2 separate regions of the Anas platyrhynchos genome follow, and region 1 is linked to region 2. Evidence: chromatin contacts called from public Hi-C data. All regions are on one chromosome and are shown on one strand. Each heading gives the region's core, a stretch centred on a gene start, on an enhancer-like site or on the middle of the called end of the contact. The rest is flanking DNA. Distances are from core to core; before and after follow the strand shown. Region 1 holds the start of PPIL2 (peptidylprolyl isomerase like 2). Region 2 has its middle 32 kb from the start of YPEL1.

Region 1 (6,023 bases), core at 3,297-5,796, 76 kb before region 2:
TCTTCCAACTTGCCTTTGATTTGTTCGTGTTTTTTTTTTTTTTTTTTTTCCAGGAATCTTGTTTCTGACAAACAGGACTCCTTAGCGCAATGCGCAGACTTCAGGAATAACTTACCATCCCAAGAAGCCATGCTGTGTTCTGGCCCCTTAGCTGTAATACAGGGACGAACATCAAAGTATGCACTTAATTGCTTCATTTGATCAGCATGTTTGTCTTTTTTTCCTATTACTTATTCATGTATTTGTATCAGTGAGTTAGTTCTTGAGACACTAATTGTACCAAAAGTTATCCTTAGCTCACAGAATGTTTTTTTTCCAAATCTTTTCTCTTTTGTAGTCTGTATTTCAGTGTTACTTCAAGATTGTTTAGGGGGATAGGAAAGCATACTCTAAACTTAATCATTTTATTTAAGTCTTCTCTTTATTGAGTAGGTAAAATACTTGACAACTTTGTACACGTGATGTTTTGATTAACTAAACTGAATTTCATAAAGTCACCTTTATTGATTTGATATGGATTTGAATTAGATTTCCCAGGCAGTTCTCTGTGCTTTTTCCGTCTGTCACATCTGAGTTTATTTTTTTTTAATTATTATTTTGTAATTATTTTTTGTGAAAAGAATACATAGTACTAAAAAAAGAATACATAATACATAAAACTAAAGTTGTATGATTTTATTGCTGTTCTCTTTCAGGCAGGAAAAAAGCGATTGGAAAAGTATTTGACATCCAAACAAACAACATTCTCTTTTGAGAAAGACTAAATATCACACTTAAAACAAGAAATCATTTTCAAAAAGGAGATAATTGGTTACTTTTTCACAAATTAGCTTTCTGGTGTCAATATGTACTCTAAGTGTTAAGTTTAGAATAGTTTCTGTATTACAAGAACATATATATTAACATCTGATATAAAATCAGGCTGACATGTTAATTTTTCTTTGGCTTTGTAGTTCAGGAAGGCAAGCTGCCAGATTGTTCTCCATGCCTCATTTAGTGCAACAAGAAACAACACTTGCATACCTGGAGAATCAGATAGCAGCAGCACTTATATTACAATCCAGTCATGAATATCGCCACTGGCTCCTTATCTATGCACGGTACCTAGTTAATGAAGGTGAGACTCCTTTGCAACTCAGTATTTTAAGAAACCCTCTGTTCACTTCATCTATATGTATGATTGCATTTAATGTTCTCTTGTTTAGCACTTGGCTTCTGGACTTAGCATTTATTTAAAGTAAAAAACAAAACCAGATGAAGGTGTTGCTTCCTGTAGTGCTCAGTACTCAGGAATCCTATTCTTAAATGCTGTGAACAGACTATGGTCTGGGGAAACAGTGCCATCTGTGGATCTTGATAAGGGGAAAAATAACATGCGGTGGTCTGTCAGGTTATATCATATGCATTATGAGGCAGCAACTACATACATTTCAGAAGCAGCAACACCTTGTAAAACATGTAATGTTCCTCTGCCAACTGATGATCAGGGTATGTCGAAAAGTGGAAGAATTGCTAAGCCTTTGATACTTTGTACCAGAGCACACAAAGAAGTGAGTTTGCTTCTGTTACTTGCACTTTATGCATTTTTACATTTTAAAATTTCAACAATCAGTAGTGTTGAGCTCCTTAAGTTAATTTCTATGAATATATCTCTGTATATATACTAATATATTTTTTCAGAAATCATGCATTTTGTCTTTATCCTGTTCTAGATACTTGCAACTCTTTTCTTGAAAATGTTGTCAGTTACATTTTGTAGTGGTTTTATATACAGAAATCCTATGAACGTGATCTTATTTCTGATGATATTCAGGGTTTGAATATCGTTTGCGAGAATTATGCAAGGATTTATTGGGTCCAGTCCATTACTCAGCTGGAAGTCAGTGGGAATCAACAGTAATGGTAAGTCCTGATAATAGTTTAACAAAGAATGAGGGAGCGTTTCCCATGAAAATTACAGAATATGGATAACAGTGTAACGTAAGATACAGTTAAACTTAGTGACAAAAAAAAAATCAAAAATGATTTTTTGCTAATCCTGCAACCCTTTCCATTCTCTATTCCTATCTCGTAAGAAGGCTTCCTCTCATGGCACTTGTATTTATTTCATGTGGAACTGTATACAAATACTTAATGCCATGGTCTCAGCACTGGTGCTGTTTTGAATAAAAATCAGTTGGGAGTAGAGCTGAGTTTTCAGGTCTCCACATTGTTCAGACAGCAGCTTTGAAATAGTGACATGCCAATAAAATGTCTTTTCTCCTCAGAGCATGCCTGAAGTCTAGCTGTGCAGAGGCTGCACCAGCTTAATGAATATATAAATGTAAAAACAGTTTTTATTTTGGGAGTCATGTAAGCACAGTAAGAACATAAAATTACATAGCTCCTTCCAGGCAGGAAAAAAGACAATCTTGCAGTCCTATGGATTTTATTCATGATATTAAATAATGCATTCTAAGGATGCTTTTGTGTTTTTCTTTTTTGTTTTGCAGGGTTTACGAAAGAGAGAACTATTGAAAGAACTTCTTCCTGTTATTGGACAGAACCTCCGCTTCCAGAGGCTTTTCACAGAATATCAAGAGCAGCTAGACATCTTGAGAGATAAGTAGCATTTCCCCAGATTTTCCTTGAGGCGCCTGGTCTGATAGAAACTGCTGAACAGCATTAACCAGAGACCGAAGAAGAGAGAGAGCCCGGTCAGTGTGGAACGCTGCTGAAGAGGGCAGTGCCATAAGGGTCCCAGATGCTTCTCGAGTGACCTGCTTTAGATTTTAAAGAAGCTCACAAGTGGATCCATGAAAATGAGTGGATGACCTAGATAGTTTCCCAAGTGAAACTTAACCATCGAAGCTGTGGCCTCTGTTTCTATGGAAAGTCGTGGATATGTACTTCAGGGGGGTCCTTTTGGATCTGTATCTCATTTTAATATCAAAACTAGCTGAGAACTGTTTGTAGGGTTTCTTGGATGTCCTGTGAAAAGCACAGTACTTCAGAGTACACTGAACAGCATATTTAACCCTGTTTAGGGTTTTTTGACTGAGGATTTATTGAGGCTCAACACTATATTAAATTAGATGAATGAGCCACATAAAAAGAAATTTCATAAATATTAACATATTATACAGCCAATAGACTCTTTCCTGTGAATATAATAATAATAAGAGGCTGTTCTAACACATGGACTATTTTTGTACTAGAATTTGCTAACTTGTAATATGGAATTTTATTTGGCCAGTAATCAGGCTATCTCTACAAAGTCATCTTGTAGGAAATCTAACTCTAATATTACAAAAGCTATGTTTCAAAATAATTTACCAAATTAACATGTCATCATCTGGTTTTTAATTTTTAAATGTTTGTAAAAGGCATTTTTGGGGAGGGGGAGGGATACAATGGGATGGCTCTTTTTGTAAGTACAAAAATAAATGAACACCGCATTGGTTTAAAAAATGAAAAAACAAACATGGTCTTGAATTTTATATTTATATTACAAACGGCATCTCCAGAAACGTCAACACAAGCTGAATCATGTTAACGTCTCTAGAAATACATAATACTGTCTGGGTGATCTTTACTCTAAGAGCAGGATCAGACAAGTATTTGTAGTCACCTGAGAGCAGCTACATCCTAAAGCCACATCTCCTCTGAAGGGGCAGGAGCTATGTGGGGAGTACTCATTATTTTAGGCAACCCAAAGTAAAAAGGGCTCCCTTAACCACTGCTGAAAGCAGTGACAAACTTCATCCAGTTATGGCAATGTTGTTTGTGTGGCATTCCATAATAACAAAATGGTGTTGGTGCCCTGCCAGCAGTTCACTTGTGGAGTGGTTTTTGAATTGCACTGAAACCAAATCAGTCAACTTGTTTTCTTCACTGAAGTATGCTTGGTGCTGGGAAGGAAGCAAGTGTATGGCTTCAGTTATTGCCAGGGCCCAACTATTTAGGTGTGTCCCAGTTTACTGCCTTAGTTGGGGTGTTTCTGAGTAAGAAAATTATTATTGAAGTCAGTGTTTGTATTTAAAAATTACCCCTCTGTTACAGGGGTGTAGTGCATGCCATGTACAGCAACTTCTAGCAGAAACAGTCGATCTCTCACCCTTGTGAGGAATGCCAGGCAGCAGTGGCGAGGAATAGCTGCACTGCTGTGGATTTTGGCTGCTGAGGGCTGTGTTCTGGTGGGTGTCTGCAGCCACATGGCGGGCTGGACCCGAGGAGGGAGAGATGTGCTCCTTGGGGCAACACAACCGTCCAGCTAGGGAGAGCTGCCCCAGTTTCCTTGACCTCTGCTCCCAGCAGTTCAATATACCATGACAGAAAAACATGGTGGTAGCATGGCCTTAAGCTACGTTTTATCCATTTTCAACTCCATGCTTCCGAGCTGTGCCTTTTTGGAAAGGAGGCCTGTGCAGCTGCAGAAACAAATCGGCTCTCCCAGTCCATTTGGACACTTTGAACTGGAATCACTTCGGGGGAGGGGCGGGACGACACTCGAGTCTGATCTGGACCAGCTGAACGCACCATTTCTTTTTTTTTACTTTCTACTTTTTCTGTGGAAGCGGCCACCAGGCCGCCTGACGAGCGGGAGCTGCCCTCCCTCAGCCCCTCACGCCTTCAGCCGTGCCCGAGGCCCGGCGTTGCCGAGCGGGTGGCGCCGCGCCCCTGAGCTGAGGGGCCCCGGCAGGGCCCGCGGCCGCCCCCCGGCTCCCCTCAGCCGCCCCCCGAGGCTCTCCCTCTCCGCCGCCTCCTGAGGGCCGGCCCCGGAACGCCGCTCGCCGCCCGCGTTTCCCGGCGGGGCCCTTCGGAGCCGCACCCGCCCCGGAAAAGCTCCGCGGCCTCAGCCGTGCGGGTGCCGGCGGCGGTCGGGGCCGAGCCGCAGCCATGGGGAAGCGGCAGCACCAGAAGGACAAGATGTGAGCGGGGCGGCGGGGAGGGGGGCGGCCGGGGGGCGCGGGGGGGTGGCCGTGTGGCTGTGTGCCGTGTGGTGACCCCGCTCTGCCCGCAGGTACATCACCTGCGCCGAGTACACGCAGTTCTACGGCGGCAAGAAGGCAGGTGAGTGCCTCCTCCCCGCGGCCCTGCCCCGGGTCTGCTGCTGCGCCTCGCTCCCCGCCGGGGCTGGGGCTGGGGCTGCCCTCCTCAGGCACCCCCGGGCTGCTCTCCGTCTCCTTTGGCCTTGTCTCCACGCTTGCACTCAAATTTCCAGTCTCCTCTCTGCTGGAGCTCCGCAGACTTCCTTCTCTAAACTCTCTGTCCCTTGCTTTGCTTGAGCAGCGGTGCGAGGGCTCTGGCACGGGGTCACGTCGCTCAGGGTGGCCGGTGAAAGGAGCTCCTCGAGCACAGCTCCTACAGGCTGCAGGGATGTCTGAGCGCTCCCTGGGTTGGCTTTGGAACTGCTGAGCCTTGTAACTGCGGGTCCAAAAATTGGTGACACTGATGAGCATGAAAAATGCTGAAATTGGAGGTGTGACGTCCAGATGAACTCTCCTTGCCCTCAGCAAGTTCTGCATCTACCGGTAGGGCAGAGCATGAAGGCACTTACAAATTAATCATCTCATTTAAATGCAGTGCTGTCAGTCTGTCGGATCTCTGCTCGTTTTATTCTGATTGTTATTTCCGTTGAGGAGCGTATTTGTGCTCTACAGTAGGAATCTGATTTTAGTTATGGGTTTGCAGAGCTTACTGTGTTTATTCTTGTCATTGGTAAATTGCTACCACACAGATTGCGCAATGTAACTTCAAATGTTTCTTTGTTACCTGGCATACTTTGTATTAATCCTGTGCTTTGTTTCTCATAAACAGACCATCCACGAACTAATTTCAGACGTATATCATTTGATCACTGCAGGTAAAGCAATAAAATTACATTATCGTTATTAAATGACCTGTCTCTTCATCTGAGCTATTGCTGAAGCTGTGTTCTTCCAAGGTACTTTCATTGACTTGTGTCTGCTATGATAGCAATGCAACAAGAAAATTTCAATAAGAACTGAAACAATATCAGTATTTCCCATCCTTAGTGTCTG
Region 2 (5,776 bases), core at 135-2,634:
CAGAGGAAATCGGGAGCAATGAGGCTGTGTCTGGTGTGGCTTCATGCTGTGGCTGCCCGGGCGGTCTGCTGCAAATTGCTGCCATTGTGCTGTTGTCACCATGGCTTTTAGGACAGCAAGGTAAAAGCGGTCTTTGGAGACACTGAAACAGTTCAGGGCAGCTGCAGGTTTTGTGGTCGTGCTGCTAACAGAGGAGGGGGGATGCTGAAGGTGCTGGAGCAGGCACATGCCCTCAGGTTGGTGCCGCTGGCTCCGTGCTGTCCCATAGGCAGCCGGGCAGTGCAGCACTGGTGGGTGCAGCCCCACCGGGCACGGTGACCCCAGCACGGGCTTTGTTGGGCCCCGTGGAGGGGGGCTTTTGTTGGCTTTGTTGGGAGCTTAAAATATTACTGGGATCCCTCAGCCACCCCTCGCCAACGGTGTTTGGAAGGAACAGGATGCCGGAAACCTCATGCCAGGAAGCAGCTTTTATAAGCAAGGTGGGGGGGGATTTGCCAAACACCCCCCAGAATATCCACACTGTTTGCTTTGGAGAAGGCAAACAAACTGCATTGGCCAAACAGGAAGGAGGCGGGCAGCTGCCGGCCCCGGCCTGGCAGTGGCTTGCAGCATGCAGTATGGCCAGGATTTTCTTGCTTCTGCTTTCTTTGGAAATAAATATTATTGAGGTGGCAGCAGAGGATTTAAGTGCCCTGTGCGGTGACAGTGGGGAAGGGGCTGGAGGCGAGGCTGTGCCCAGGGCTGGTGCAGCCGCTCTGCTCTGTGAGGAGCTGGGCTGCCCCGTGGCACGTGAGGGATGCTGCCGCTGAGGGGACGTTCGTCCCTATGGAACAAACCCCGGGGTGGCTCTGAGAAGCAGCTCCTCCTCGGAGCTGACAGAGAGAGCCTGGGGGCAACCTCAGTGCCCCGGTGGGACTGGGGTTCCCAGTGCTGTTGTTGCGAAGCCGAGACCCCAAAGGCCATGGGTGCTGCAGCTCTGTGTGAGGCAGGGCCTGGGCTGGGAGCTGCGCTTGGTGCCTCAGCAAGGCCAGCACTGAGTCACCACTGCCGAGCTCGGGCACTTGCAGCCTGGTGACTTCATCCCCTGAAAATAGCAGCCAGGAGGGAGATGTCTCCCTGCCACAGCCGTGCCCCTGCGAACAGACAGGCATCGCGGCTGCCCGCGGCCTGGCCCCCTGCCCAGCACGCGCTGGGGGGCAGCTGGGGGAGGCCTCTTCAGCAGCGCCCTGAAAGCCCTGTGGTGGGAGCTGACAGCCCTTTGGTACCAAAACTCCTCTTTCAAACACTCAAACAGCTGAAGGCAAACAGCAGCGGGTCCTGCTGAGCAGGCAGAGCCACGTCCCGGCCCCAAAGCCTCAGACCAGGCCTGAGCCTCCTGGGGTGTGAGGATATGAGGCTGTGTCAGGCTGGAAGGAGGGGAAGGGAAGGGAAAGGGGAGGCCCTGAGCACCTCTGTGGTGCCACAGGCAGCCCTGTCTGCCTCCAGGGCTCTGCCGGGGCCTGAAGCCTGTCCTCCTGCATTCACTCCTGTGGCAGATGTGGCCGGACCACTGCATCCGCAAAGACCTCAAGGACATCTGCCCTGTGTAAAAAGTGGGGGCTGGGTGTAAGAAACAAGTGTGCACTGGGGTAAAAGGGTGACACAGCTCCCAGAGACAGTGCTGGGACTGTTTTTTAAATCCTCCTTGGCATTAACCCCTGAGGGGCAGAGGGAAAAAAAAAGCGCAAGTGATGGCCTATCCTGCAGTGTGCTTTGTGGGGTTTCCACCTTCCCAGCAACTCCCAAACACCCACCTGTGGGCACGGAGGGCTCGGATGGAACCGACAACCCCGTCCTGCTGCCAGGGCCAGCTCCTGCACCCCCTGCCCAGGCACTCGTCCGATCAGCCCCGCAGCCGGCCCTGGCCAGCACTGCCTCCATCGGCCACCCCTTCGGTGCCCGGGGCGAGCGGGAGCTCTGTAGCCTCTGGGCTGCGATGCCAGCACTGACTTTGCTTGTGCTGGGTGCTGTTTAAAGGTCAGAGGGGCTGGTGAGAGCAAGCTCAAGGCCTGCTGCTGTTCGGAGCTCATTTCTTGTTTGTCCACAGCTGATTTCGTAAGAAGGAAAGAAAAGCAGAGGCCTCCCCTGGAGCTGCTGCTCCCACCGTGTGGGCTCAGCACGGAGCAGCCGGCCTCCTCCTCTGCTGCTGGCCAGGGGCTGCTCCCCGCAGGGGCTGGCACACACGGCTTGAGCCTGCTTACTTCAATATTTTCCAGATCAGGGGCATTGCTGCCCACACGGGGCCCTGGGCTGGGGGTGCAGGATGAGGCTCGCTGGGCCCCTGGGGTCGGCACTTTGCCCTGGAGCATTGTGCACTGGGCAGCTGCCCCGGCCTGTGCGTGGTTTCTGTGCTCCTGACGTCACGGAGAGGCTGAATCTTCCCTTTTGCACAGAAGAAAAGGCTCATCTGCGATCATGGCAGGCTGGATTTGACAGCCTGTAACTTAATGGCTTTTAAAAAATAGCCACAGTCTGCTTTAAATGCAGGTCGAGTTGTTCTCTACCCTTCCCCCTGGAAAGCCTTCCAAGCTCTCACTTTTCTGATATTCGATACTTTCTCTAATCTTTGGCCTCCATTTATTAATGGCTAATTATATCTATTTGCTTTTGTGCCAACATTGTCCTTTAGCTTGAATAGCTTTTTTCCCTCCCTAATGCTTGCTTCCCTGCGCTATTTATAGGCAGCAATTGTATCCCCTCTCAGCCGCTGTTTTGCTTGGCTAAACAGGCTGTGTGCCTCCAGCCTCCTAAAAACAGCCTCGTCGCCCTCCTGCCTCCCTCGGCTCCTCTTTTTCAAGAGGTTTTTGCCAGGTTTGGCTGAGAGCAGCGTGGTGGCTGCATCCCAGGGATGCTGAGTGCAGGGACCAGCCTGGTGTGCAGTGGCATGCCTGCACCACGGGCAGGGAAAACCCATGGGAAAAAGGTTTTCCCTGTGCAGTGTCCCCATGGGTGGGAGGGTCCCAGCTGTGCAGCCCAACAGGCCCTGCTGGCCTCCAGGAAGCAAAACCCTATTGGAAATGCTGCCGTTGCATTTTTCAGGGGCACAGCCCCAACCTCAGTTTTCTAAGCCCCAAATCTCCCCGTGGAGACATTTTGGGGCAGCGAGAGCAGCTTCTCAGCAGCCCACCAAGGGAGCAGGGGGAGTCACGCGATTTCTATCTCTGCTTTCATCCCGGGATGAAAGAGATGATGATAGAAAACATTTGTATTTACCACAAAAGCAATTGACCCTCGAGGAGTCTGCCTCCCAAGGGTGGCCTGCAGCAAATCGCTGAGATAAGGCACCACCAGGCAGAAAACGCCAAATGTTTCCAAGCGCCTGAGCAGCCGCAAAGCAAATCTTTCTCCCAAAACTTTGCTACATGCTCCAGCGCCAGCAAACTGCACCTTGGCCAGGGGCTGTGGTGCTGGAACCCCAAAAGCCGGGCTGGCAAAGCACCAGCAGAATGTGACCCCCCCAGCTGGGCGCTGGGTGCCAGGGCTGCAGGAGGGAGCAGAGCGACCGGAGCCCAGGCGGTGACCTCAGTGCAGTGCCAGGGCCAGGAGATGTGCGGAGGGTGCTTGGTTTTGGGTTTGTTTTGATTTACAAAAATGGCCAGATTTTTTGTATTACAGACATCTTCACCACAGATCTCAGCCGAGCTTTTAATAGATGGGTTCCTCGCCAGCGGCAACTGCAAATTGATTGCAGCAGAAATGGCAAGTGAAGACAAATATAGTGCAGGCTGCCTACAGGGAGAGCGCACAGAGGAAACTTAAGATGCTATTTTTGGTGCTTTGTCTCCACTGCTTACAGTATTTCTGATCTTTGTTTCTCCTTAAAAATACGTTTGGGGTTGGGATTTATTTATTTTTTTGGTGAATTGGAGAAAGCCCTCCCTGCCCTGGGGAAGAAGCCACACGCTCGCCGAGGTTTTCCAGCTGCTGCGCTCTGTCCCCACTCCGCTGGCCAGCCCCAGCCGCTGTGAGCCCACCCCCAGTGCCACCACTTGGTGCTCAGAGCCGCTGGGGCTGGATGCTCCCAAAACTGGGACCCAGTGAGGTGCTGCATGGAGGGGAGGGAATGGTCAGTCTGCAAAATTACAATGTCCAGCCCAACCACAGGACGAAGGAAAGGATCTCCGGGATGCTCAGCCCCAATTATGTGTGCGTCCGTGGGTGCAGGAGGCGGGGATGATGTTATAAGACATTGTGCAACGCTAACAAAAGTGGTGAGCAAGACCAGGACATGCTGGGTTTAGCTGTGGAGTGGGGATGGCAAGCAGCAGGTGGCTGCTGTATTTCCTGGGGGAACGCCACCCTCTTGTAGGAGTTTTCAGGCCACAGGACAGGGCTTGTGCTCACTTTTGCGGGATGCGCAGCCAGGCCGGCACATCAGAAGCCGCAGATGCTCCTCTGCCATCTTTTTACACCTCTGCGCTTGTGCAGCCCCTGTTTGGCCTTCATTTCATCGAGCTGCAATCTGGCGTTGCGAAAAATCCGTTTTCGTATGTTTGCCTCCAAATAACATAAAGTGCCCAGCTTCACCAGCAGGCTGGGTGGTGTTGGAGTTAAAATAAGATGGCAAAAATGGGAAAAGGAAATGTTCAGCAGCGGATCGTCGTGCCCTTCAGCAGCAGGTGTCTGCCCCTTTCGTTTATGGCTGGGCTTTGGCCACACGTGTACACATTTGGTACAGCAGCAGGCATCTGCCCAGCCGCGACCCCACAGATTTACGGGGCGAAGCTGCAGGTGACCCCCGGTAAAGCCCCTTCCCCAGGGCTGTGCAGGCAGGGGCAGCGCGCCTTTTCTCAGCCCCCCTCCTTTCCACCCCAAGGCTGTGTTTCACAAGAGAAGTCAGTTTGTGGAGGAGGATTTTATGGCCGGGGATCAAAGTCCCTGGCATGGGTCCAGCCTCCCAGTGCTCAGCTCTTGCACCGCCCGGGTCTGGGTTTCTGGGCCAGGGAGGCTGAGGGTGATGGGGGCCTGGGGAGGGGGCTGGGGACAGGGGGTCACTGAGCTGCAGCACTGAGGGGGACGCTGCTTTCTTCTGCCCAGAGGTGGCAGCAGCATGGCTGGGTCCTGCTGGTGTCCCACCCGTCCCTGGGTCTCTTCAAGGCCACAGACCTGAGGGATCCTCAGCAAGGGCGGCAGAGCCACAGGGAAAACATCAATTAACTTTAACAGCTTTGCTTATTTAAGAGAGTGTATTTATCCAGGGAATAACCTGGAGGGGGCACACAGGTTTTAGTTTTTCCCCCCTAAGGTGAACAGCACGCTTACCTGTGCTGGTACAAAGCCCCCCAGCAGACCTGCCCCAACCCACAGGACCCCTCTGATGCCGGAAAGGTTGGAAATTGGCACGGTACGTCCAGAATAAACGTATTCCTGGAGAATCCTGTGGCCATCCTGGGCCCTCACTTTGCTGGATTTGTGTTTCCACCAGCAGCATTTCCATAGCCAGCATTTTGGCATAGGGGGAGCATTTTGACATGCACCCGCACCAAGGGCCAGGTATCGCCCCTTGTCCCCACCATCCTGTGGGCATTGGTTGGGTGAGAAACCACACTGGCACCCCTAGAGCAAATGGGTACAGAACGGAGGCTACGGGGCCAGGAGCTGTGTTATTATTGGCAACCTCCACTGTAAGAAAAAGTAAAATAAAACTAGGACTGGATGTAAAGATCAGCATGTCTGTTCTCTGCCCAGCAGAGCTCTTGGGAACAAATCACTGGGTTTTCTGCAGGCCCTTGGCAAG

The links. A called contact is a pair of places that touch in the nucleus more often than the background predicts.
Region 1: a Hi-C map of F1 follicle shows a contact between it and region 2, with 2.0 times the contacts expected there. The contact joins the promoter of PPIL2 here to the enhancer-like site in region 2. A contact is called at or near these places in 4 of 8 Hi-C or Micro-C datasets (F1 follicle, liver, skeletal muscle and 1 more).

What each region holds. Positions count from the first base shown.
Region 1 is chr16:10,280,724-10,286,746 of IASCAAS_PekinDuck_T2T, reverse strand. It overlaps PPIL2 (peptidylprolyl isomerase like 2), which reads left to right and starts at 4,546. Exons shown (of 20, transcript XM_027469628.3): 1 at 4,546-4,910; 2 at 5,003-5,052; 3 at 5,800-5,845. The coding sequence starts at 4,879. It overlaps HIRA (histone cell cycle regulator), which reads left to right. Exons shown (of 24, transcript XM_027469625.3): 21 at 54-176; 22 at 954-1,117; 23 at 1,814-1,902; 24 at 2,493-3,462. The coding sequence ends at 2,609.
Region 2 is chr16:10,201,654-10,207,429 of IASCAAS_PekinDuck_T2T, reverse strand. No RefSeq gene overlaps it. Among named protein-coding and RNA genes, the nearest start is that of YPEL1, 32 kb to the right of the region's middle. Within about 2 kb of position 1,384, at least 6 of the 8 cell types and tissues checked have an H3K27ac peak or open chromatin away from gene starts, as enhancers often do. A contact at or near this core is called in F1 follicle, where this site is marked.